Regions from separate parts of the Mus musculus genome. Here region 2 is linked to region 1. A link is a contact called in public targeted proximity ligation data. All regions are on one chromosome and are shown on one strand. The core of a region is the stretch at or near the end of the contact, and the rest is flanking DNA. Distances in the headings are between cores, read along the strand shown. Region 1 overlaps Gnaq (guanine nucleotide binding protein, alpha q polypeptide). Region 2 overlaps Gna14 (guanine nucleotide binding protein, alpha 14).

Evidence for each region.
Region 2: a targeted proximity ligation map of pancreatic cancer cells shows a contact between it and region 1. A contact is called at or near these places in 2 of 484 Hi-C or Micro-C datasets (embryonic stem cells and uterus) and 2 of 130 datasets of targeted methods (the NIH/3T3 cell line and pancreatic cancer cells).

What each region holds. Positions count from the first base shown.
Region 1 is chr19:16,257,618-16,263,135 of GRCm38.p6, reverse strand. All of the region lies in intron 2 of Gnaq (guanine nucleotide binding protein, alpha q polypeptide), which reads right to left. Among named protein-coding and RNA genes, the nearest start is that of Mir496b, 55 kb to the left of the region's middle.
Region 2 is chr19:16,558,862-16,563,952 of GRCm38.p6, reverse strand. All of the region lies in intron 2 of Gna14 (guanine nucleotide binding protein, alpha 14), which reads right to left. Among named protein-coding and RNA genes, the nearest start is that of Gm41811, 22 kb to the left of the region's middle.

The sequences.
Region 1 (5,518 bases), core at 2,681-5,180:
TCTGGGATTGCTACAGAGCAAAGGAGTCTCCTATAGGACAACTGAGTTTTAGGTTGGTGCTTCTTTTCTTGTTTGTTTTCACCCTAAGCAGTGCTGAGCTTTCCCAGGGTGTATGTGCATTGCCATAAATGGCCATATGCAGGAGAGCAACTGGAACCTTGGACAAAACATTGCCTATGCCCCAAATGATCTCATGCACATTGAGTTTGGGACTTTATTTTATTCCAGGACTAATAAGGAATACATTTTAGTAATTTACTCAAATCGAATAATAGGTAACACAAGTGTCCACGAAGACTTCCTGGGTAGCAATTGTCTCTGTCACAGGTTCTATTTCAGGTTAACACTTCTACAGCACCCGCCCAGCACCTAGCTGAGTGACTCCAGCCTCAGAACACAGAAAGCAAGCAGACCAAAAGTACAAATGGTCAACATTCTCTACAAACATTCTAAAATCATGGTCAAATTGCCATTGAACTACTAGGGTCTAAGCTCTGTGAAGCTTGAGAGCCAAACGTGAGAGTTCCGTTTGTTTCACAGCAGTGCTTCAGCTGCAGCTTCCCTTCACTGGAGGAATACAAGCCAAGGCTTAGCTCTGGAGGGAACAGCATGTGTATAAATGGAATCTGCCATATGCTAAATGTGCGTATGACACAGCTCTCCCATAGAACACTGTTCTTCATTTTAGGAAACTCATAATGCAAACACACAATTTATTATGAGCTATAGAATAAAAGCACGCTTTAATATATTTTGACACATTTAATTCTCAATCACACATGTGTTTGATTGACAGAGAGATCATCTAACCATCTACTGTTCCACAAATAGGAACACCACACCAAAGCCCAGAGAAAGAAAAAGGCCAAGATCACATTCAAAAAGATTGTTAAGACGGCTGGAAGGACCCCTCGGGTTAGAACACTTGTGTTACTCTTTCTTGCAGAGAATCCAGGTTGGATTCCCAACACCCACATGGTGGCTTGCCCATCCGTTACTCAGTTCTAGGGGATCTAACACTTCCTCTGACCTCTACAGCATTAGGCACTCATGTGGTACACATGAATATATGCTGGCAAAACATGTATGTATATAAAATAAGCCTTAAAAAGTGGAGAAACATTTTTAAAAGACTGTTAAGGTTTTAGACTATTTTAAGCAGCAACCTACCTCTGTAGATACAATACTGATTCGCGTGAGTGAGACGTTGGGAATAAGAAGCTGATACTCTATCTGAAAGCTTGGCACACTGACAGTGCCATCTCTCAGGGGCCAGCGCTGACAATGAAAGAAGAGGAAGTGTAAGGTGGAGTCTGCGGGAGGCATATCTGGAAAAGGATAGGCCAGGTCATGAGGACATTCTCATAAAGACACTGGAGGGAGGGAGGGACCAGGCAGCAGAATCTGCTCCCAGGGGAGGCAAGGATCTGAAAGTGCAACAGAGCAGGGTCTGTACTCTTCCCACCAGGTGTTGAGCGTGTTGCAAGCCCCACTTAGGCCAGCCAGTTGACGGACCGGGACAATTTCAGTATGAACTATCTTCTTGTTTTCACAGACAAGGAATGGCAGCTGACAGCTCCAGGGTGGATGAACTTCTGAAGAAAAGAAACCTTATTATATTTATTATCCTTTTTGAAGACTGGCTGTAACCCTAAGGGAAATAATAGTATGTATTCCCTATTAGAGCTAATAACAGAAATGCATATTTATTTTATATTTATTTGTAGTGCCCCTAGGAGTTAAAAACTTCTCCCAAATGAAAGCAATGATGAAATATAATTGTTAAGTTGCTTACTGCAAATGAGAGTTTAGAGCTGAGCATTTTAGAATCCCTGGAGTGAGGCTGGGTGGAGGCTGGGAAGAGAGAGCAGGGTAAGAAGAAATGATGTGTACAGAATGACAGTGGCTATCAGCTACAAGGCTGCTTCTGGGCCTGAAGCCAAGAAAAAGACAGATATCTAAAAGCAGAGCTGAGGCTAGGCACTACATAAACCATGGACATAGCCCAACATCTGTGGCATCTACACCTGTAGCTCATGGCCACCGTGGTTATCAGGAATATTACTAATGCCATCCACCATGCCTGTTTTTATCAAGTAGCTGTGCTACAAGGGACAGTTCACACAACTATTAGTCTCTGACTGGCCTCAGGTAAGTTGACAAACACAGTAAAAAAATGAGTCTTCCTTCCCAGGTCTACTTCCTTTTCTGGACTCTAACACCTGCTGCTGTTCTGGGTAAAAGGCAATGGCTCAGGTTTGGTGACATTCTCACTCTATCTTCTCCTAGCTCCTACCCCATCTCTACATACACCTCTTTATCCCACTCGTCTAGAAGTATGAGGGTAAAATTAGATGCTAAGTGTGTAAAATAAAGAGACTGAGCAGGAGAGATATCTCAGTGGTTAAGAGCACTGGCTTCTCTTCCAAAAGGTAGAAGCTTAATTCCCAGCAAGCACATAGGGGCTTCAAGATACTCGGTAACTTCAGTTCCAGGGGATGCCCTCTTCTGGACTCCTTAGGTACTGCATACATTTGATGTACATGCAAGGCAACATGCCCATACAATAAAATAAATAATTTTTTGAGGCAAGGAAAAGGGACTGTCCATTTTAACTGGTGTTTAACTAAGCCTCTGGGAAATGCATCCCTTTATCCTTAGAACTCCCTTGAACACATGTTATACCTCTTCAGACATTCACGGTGGGAGTGCTAATCAATATATCTCAGCTTTAAAATAACCTTATTAGAACATGGGCGGCACCATGAGAGCAGCAGGAAGGGTGAGACAGTTGGTTCCATGTGATTCTCTGAACCAGTAATGTGACTAGAAACTGAATTCTCTGCTGGAGCTGGAGCAGATTGTTCACTGCGACAAAGGAGAGTCAAGATAGCTGTACTGTTGCTCTATAAGTAACTTCTTCCCATTCTTAGACAGACACATGATCTGTACCCACTTAGATGTTGCCAGAAACGACATCTCTGTACAACACAGCCTCTTCAGTGAAGAAGCTCTCGGCTATGCTAACCCACACATTCAGGGTATGGGGAAGAGGTACATATAAATGCAGCCTAGATCTTTACTAGGCTCAGCCATAGTGCACCAGCTCTGCTGTCCCTACAGACCTTTGGCAGAGGCCACTATCTACGCAGATAAACTATCAGGCTAAAGCCTGGGTGGGCACCACAAGCAAGTTCGTTGACTCATCTGCTAATTACTTCCTGTGTTTGCTTCCCTCAAGAAGCTTGAAATGGACAAACACCTTGGAAAATATCTACTCTTACAGATCAAAGCCAAGTACAATATAAAGAAAGAGCTTCAGAAACTGTACTCAGAAACCAGCCTGCTTCCCCCAGAATCAGGAGTCGTGCTGAATGGCACCCCTCAATCTTTCACATAATAAAATCTCTCACAGGCGTGGTTTAACAGAGGGCCTTACTGACCACACCAGTTGTTGGGAATCAAACACAGCACAGTAGGGCCTGTCTACTCGCTTCACCTCACTACTGCTATTCTTCAGCAGGAGAGAAGAGAGAAATACAGAGGCCCATACACTAAGCATTTCCCGATATGCAGCAGTGTTTCTGAAAACCAGTTAACTACATGCCAGCTGTAAAATCGTCTGCCCCCTCTGACTACCAGGATCACTGTTTCACGTATTTAAAACTTGGGGTGGTATGGCTAGAAATATAAACCAAATACTTGCCCTGTATGCCTACCAATAAACATAAAACAGTAAACTACTGCTTTTGTGTTTTATTGCCCCTGAAATGTTAAGGAAACTGGCATGAGGACTTGGCAGGTAGATTGGGGTCTTTAGGTTCCTTAGGTAGAAATATCTGGTCTCCTCTCAGGAGCAGGACAGCAAGCAGTGTGTAGAGCTCCTTTTCCTACAGGGAGTGGCAGGACTTCAACTCCAAACAAAGCCTCAGCCAGCTTCCTCCAACTAGGCACACCCACATACTGGGAAGTTAGGCATGGTGCTGAACCCCTCTCACAGGATGATAACTCAGTTTCCTTTTTACATTGTTAAGCACCAATGAAATGATGTTTCAGAACTCCACCTAAGCCAATAAAGGGGGGTCTATCATACTGGGGTAGCTGCTGTTATAAATCTAAACTGATGGGTAAATAAACACCACACCTCCTAAGACTGCCTTAAACCTCTAAGCTGGTTTACAGCCAGTGTTTCAGAAGAGTTTTGCTACCTGGGTGTGTGCCTGTATGCTAAGTACTAGCTATTAACTCTTGCTTGATCCTTATCTCTTAAGAGTTCCCCAATAACCCTATAAGGTAAATATTATTAGCATTTCTACTTCACTGAAAGAATGGGCTTTGCCCCAGGTCATTTGGTCATAAATTAGTGAGCTGGCTTTAACTTCTGTCTCTAAGAAAGCAATTAAAAAGTATGGAAAGCAGTGAGCATATGAGCTATAACAACCGTATTCTCTACCTGATTTTCACTCCTTCTTAATCACAAAATAGAACCTTAAAAGGTCAAAATTCTCCATACAGAGTAACTGAAGGGGGAAAAAATCAATTAAAATAGATTTTTTTCACAATACATTAAATGTAATAAATCCTTTCAGCTAGATTAACTTTCTTACATGTGAGCCAAAAAAACTGATCCTTGGAAGCAGATGAGATGACCACTCATCAACACTCACATTCCAAACAATGGGCAAGTCCCATGAGCAAGTAGGGGGCTGCAATCCTCAGCACCATTTCCACAGCTCCTGGGCTCCTGGGACATTGCACTGACTGGCTCTCTAGTATGGCATAGCCTGTGCTCTTGTCCAAGTATCATGTATTTTTTGCTGCATACTGCAGAGCCTGACAGTTTGATGCTTGCTATTACTATTGGCTTCTCATGAGTTTCACAGTGGTTTTAGAAATAGCCCTGTTAGCATCCTACATGGTGGGAAGAGCAGGGAAAGCCAGTCACTTCCTTTTCTCAGGACACTGGACACTGGGGTAGAACTGTCAACTGGCAAGTTAATGCATTCACACTTACTGAGACTGCTGCATTATTTCCAAGTTAGGAGACTGGCCATGTAAGAAAAAGATAAATGAATAATCTATGTTTGTCTTTTCCCAAACTAGCATTTTAGGAGGGGTGATGAAAATTATAATACTTTAATAATTTTCACGTAAAAACTATTATGATCTTGTTCTGTACATAAGACAGCAACATGGTGAGAATATGATTGGTTATTCTGATCTCTTATTGGGCTTAGTTAATAGAAATAATTCACTTTTACTGAGAGGAAGGTAAAAAATGGACTTAATTAAATCTCACTACAAACAACATAGCCTCAGTGGGGTGTGGTGGTATGTACTTATAATCCCAATTCTTGGAAGTCAGAAGCAGGTAGACCACCACAAATTTGAGTCTACTCTGGTCTATATAAGTGAGTTCTAGATTAGCCAGAGCTGAATAGAGAAAACTGTGCCAACAAACAACAAAAAGGCACAACCTCTTCTGCAATGCCCATTTTCTTTGTTACTATCATTATTT
Region 2 (5,091 bases), core at 38-2,537, 300 kb before region 1:
TCATGTCCCTACCTTATGCCTTCCTGACACCATGGACTCATTCATCTCTGATAATTACTACACAGCTGTGAAATGTTCTACTGATGTATTTCCTTCCCCATGAACTGAGAGATTCTTAAAAACCACCACATATTACATATGCATAGTCATTTATCATTTCTGTGTTGGAAATTTTCAAACTCTTCTGCTCTATATAAATATATAGCATGTGTTTGTCATAGCCATACGGCTGTACTGCAGGACACTAAATCTCATTCCTATCATGCAATTGCAATGTAGCACACGTTACCAAACCTCCCCTATCCCCAACCTGTGCTGCCTCCAGTGACTGAGGTTCTACAATCCACTTCTGTAAAATTAACTCTTAATATATGGTTTTCTGTGCCTGGCTTATTTCACTTAACACAATACCTTTGTGAACTGTCAACTTTTTGAGGATAAGGGCAATGCACCTGTTACATAAAAATGTTCTAGGAACTTTTCAGGGAAAAGCTTATTGAGAACAAACAGATTTATGATATAACACATTATATTCAGGCATTTTATGACATATAAAACCCAGAGACAAGTACCATATAACTATTTGTCCACACAAATTAGTACAAATGGTGTTGGCAGCCAGTGTCACCAGCTTAGAGCAATGCTTCCTTCCATTGCTGTACCTGTAACTGTGTCTTTGATGGTAACAGAGTCCCTCAAGACAATGAAGTCAGCCATCTGGAGTCAAAGTCAAACATACTATTTACATTTCACTGCAAACGATTTGACCTCTTTGTTTCTGGCTTCTCTTCAGTAAAGTAGATGGGAACAAGCTGTGCCTGGGCAACCCTCGATTTCCTAGGTTAACAACACACCTTGAACAAGCCTAGGCCCACAGCAGATACTCAGACCGTACAATGCAGTTATTGAGGGGGAAATAGATGTAGAAATCACCCTCTAGGTTTACAGTAGACACTGTGTGACTGAATAAGACTCAGTGTAATGGAGAACACCTTTAAAATAACAAGTTTGATTAATATTCCATGGCTGGAGGCAGGCCAATGTATTAGTCAGTTTACGGTTGCCTCTCAACACCCAGGTCTCCGCTGCGAGTGCCACGGAAATAGCTTTTCCCACACTGTGATGATCAATCTTAGAACCATAGATGGGTTATTATGGCTTAAATGTGGAAAGTCCCCATCACGAGCCTTCATGATGCATTGAACATTTGGTCCCTCACTAGTGGTGCTGTTTGAGAGAGACTGTAGACCTTGGGAGGTAGAACTTAGCTGCCAGACACAGGTCATAGAGTGACAGTCTGTGTGTCCTGAGTCACCACGATGTGAAGAAGTCATGCTGCGAGCCCATACTGCCAGAACCTGAGCTCTACCCTGCCGTGCTGAGCCACACGTTCTGAGCTGGGGGTCGTGTAAACCCCTTTCCTGTGAGATGCCGCTGCCGGGCATTTAGTCACAATAATGATAGAAGGAAACAATGCATGGGCTTCTCTGCCCTTCCAGACTCAGTGGAAAACAGGATGAAAGCTGTGGGCTCCAGGGAGTAGGTCACTGCCTTTGAGTTTCCTCATGTCTCCACTCTAAAAGGTCCCAGAGCACAGCAAAATCCACAGACTTTTGGAGAATGCTAGCAGCCACAGGGGATAGGAAGAGCTCCAATTCTGGCACAATGTAAGAGCAAGCATGCTACTACAGATCAGGGAAATGATAGGGAAAGGGCACATGACCAGGGATCCACCAAACATGCTGAAACCTAAAATATGGGACAGATTGAGTTAGCTGCTAGCTCTGATACTTGTTAACACACTATTTAAAGCACTAGCTTTCTAAATAGTGTTTGTATTATTTTTTTTATTTTTTTTTATTTTTTGGTTTTTCGAGACAGGGTTTCTCTGTGTAGCCTTGGCTGTCCTGGAACTCACTCTGTAGACCAGGCTGGCCTCGAACTCAGAAATCCACTTGCCTCTGCCTCCCAAGTGCTGGGATTAAAGGCGTGTGCCACCACGCCCGGCTTTGTATTATTTTTTATTTCAAAAGCACATTTCATTTTTCATGATTACAATGGTTCATTACAACATTCATAGATTATTAAACAAAAATCCCAGTCTCCACTGTAGGATACCTGACTTTATTTTGCTTGGGGTAGGAAAGGCCAAGAGAATCCTTAAAACAATACAGGCTCTTGCCATTGTCCTTGGTTGCTGGCCAGAACTTGATGGTAAGACCATATTGCTGAACATGCTATATTCTTTGGTCTCAGACATGGAAAAATCAAGCTGGTATTGATCAGGAAATTTCCTTCCTGATCACTACCTTCCATACTGCCAGAAGGTACCATGCTTATTACTGTCTAAGAAAAGCCATCAACAGCCTTAGCCAGCTGTGACTCTCCAGCTGTGAGCTACAGGAACAACTGGCCTGGTAACATATACACATTGTTGTTATAGTAGGATAAACGTTACAGAGATAACCAATGACTTTCTGATTAGATTTAAGGCTTCCTTCACAAGAGAAACTCACGTCTACCTGGTACTACAAACCTGGCTAGTAACCCAGTGACTTGGAAAATCAGAAACCCTAGAGGAGAATCTATTAAAATTATTTTGCTAAATGGACATAATATCAAACTGCCTTCTAAATACTTATCTTCATATCCAAAGATCAGTTCAACTCTCAGATCTTATTGGAGAAGCTTTGTTCATTGCGGTGGGCAACAATTAATACAGAGACTCACAGATGAATAAGTGACCGTGGAGTCCTCAAGCTCTGACTGACTGATCACCTATCAGACTCCTGCCCCATCCTCTCAAGACAAGGGGACACCACGGAAGAGTGGCAGGATGCTGGTAAGAGCCACTGGTTGGAGAGGACGGCTGCAATCAGTGTCTTCTGGATTTGGCAGGGCTATTGGACTCATGATCTTGGGACAGCTGTGGGTACCTGTACAAGACCTGCACAGGATCAAACCAGCCAACATCCCAGCCTGTATGGGAGAGAGACACATGAAACCCTACTCTTTGCTGAGAAGTTACTGGCAGTTGATGGGCACTGGGGAAGGGAGAATCATCTTCTTCAAGGGTGTGGCTCCTGGAGGCTGCCTATGCTCCAGTAAATGGTCCTGCATCAGTACTTATATGAGTACCAATTAGACTTGATGGACACTTTTTTAATGCAATAAAGGAGATGTGTTAGGGAGGGTCTAGAATGAGTTAGAAGGGGATAGTGGGGGGAAATTATGATATACACATATTGTATCCATGTATGAAATTCATAAAAATGTTTTTAAATGTATGAAAATTTACAATAAGAGTAAAGAAAACGGATACTCAAGAATACAGTAAGAACCACACCTGATGGAAAGAGTGATTTTTCAGTTAACATGGACATTGGAGTATTATGCTATATGACATTATTAACATGGACATTGGAATATTATGCTATATGACAATTTTCTGCTGCTCTAGTGGACTGACTCTTCCCTGCATGGAGACGGGCTCTGTGGGGCCAGCTTGCTACCCCCAGGGGCTCCTTATTCCTGCTGAACTTCCAATCATTGCCATCTCCAGCTGCGTCTAAAGTGCATAAGACAGTAGGACAGCCCTAGGAGTTCATGAAAGGGAGTCTTTGGATCTCGTGGTCTCTTCTAGTCTTCCTTATGTAGTCCTTCTACCTGTCACGACTTGTATAGCTTTGTACTGTGCACACTGTCTACAGTGTGGAGTTGTACTTAGCTGAAGAAATGGGGGAACTATATATATAGTCCATCTTACTGGAAGTGTAAGCCCCATTTTCTATTTAGTGATTAAGTACAGAATGTCCTGTTCTAGAGGTCAGTCTTGGGTTGATCTCCATATCCCATCAAGCTGTGATAAAAAGCAGCCTCATAGGTGATCCTCAAGGTGATGCAGATGGCAAAGAACATAAGCTGGAGACAAAAGCGCCTCTACGGTGAACAAAGGAGGGACATGAAAAATTATTATTTCAAAAGCTAACTTAGTAGCCAATAGGAAGCTCTAAAAGTGACCTTAGGAAATGCTCAATGCTAGTCCCCCTGCCTCCTTGTCCCTCTTCCCAGAGTCTATTTGCTTACTCTGATTTCTAAACAGGCTTTGTAGAATACAATAGTATCCGACTGGCTGAGTCAGGGCATAGGTGCATCCCTCCTACACAGGCCACAGAGCCAGAATTCCAACGCAGACATCAGCAGATGGGCCGTGCATCAAAGCAAACACGCATGCTGACCTCTTGTAAGATCCTATCATCCCTCTACCTGTCTTGCCTTGGAATAGCCATTGAACAGGCTTCATCACCCACTCTTGTTAAGTTTCCAGCCGAGAACTGAGAATTTAAACAATTTCCAGCTTGTGTAATGAGTAATGGAAATAAATCTTTTTCACCACCTTCTGTGAGAAATTCTTTTCACGGGCTCTAATAAACACTGTCACTGTTTGAAGCCTTAAATATCTGACTGTCTGCTGCAGACTACACAAACGCCATCTTAACTGTGTGGGACCCGCTCTCACGGAGAATCTGCTTTTTGTAAAATTTCAGCCTGCTTGGCTATCTCACAAGACCACATAGAGTGTTCTTCCAACAGCCTTTGGAACTGCCTTAAGAGGCAGGAGCTCCCCAAAGCCTCATCACCAAGTTTTCAGCCTGTTCCTAAGCAAGAAAAAGAACAAAATGTATGCCCCCAAAGGAAATACTGCTGCCACCACAGAACAAAACAATATACATCAAACCCACACTCATTTCAGTACCCCTGCTGGAGGAGGCTGTAGACTCTGAGCTATGGAGTTCTGGAATAAAAGGCTCTCAAAAGTCAACAGTCCCTGACCATTCATGCTCACCGATATCTGAGAAGATGTAGATTTAGAGATGTGAGTTGAAAGAAGAGGGTCTCAGGGACCCTCTCCTTGATGTAAGCCAAGCTCCTAATACAGCATCAATACATAGTGCACACTTGCTTTGTTGGGAAGTCCGGCCAAGGATGTGGTTTAGTGAGCAGCCTATACGTGAAGGTGTAAGCAGGCATTTTCAGATGGAGAATTTTTTTTTTACTTGATACTTGAATCAGACACTGTTTCAATGTTTA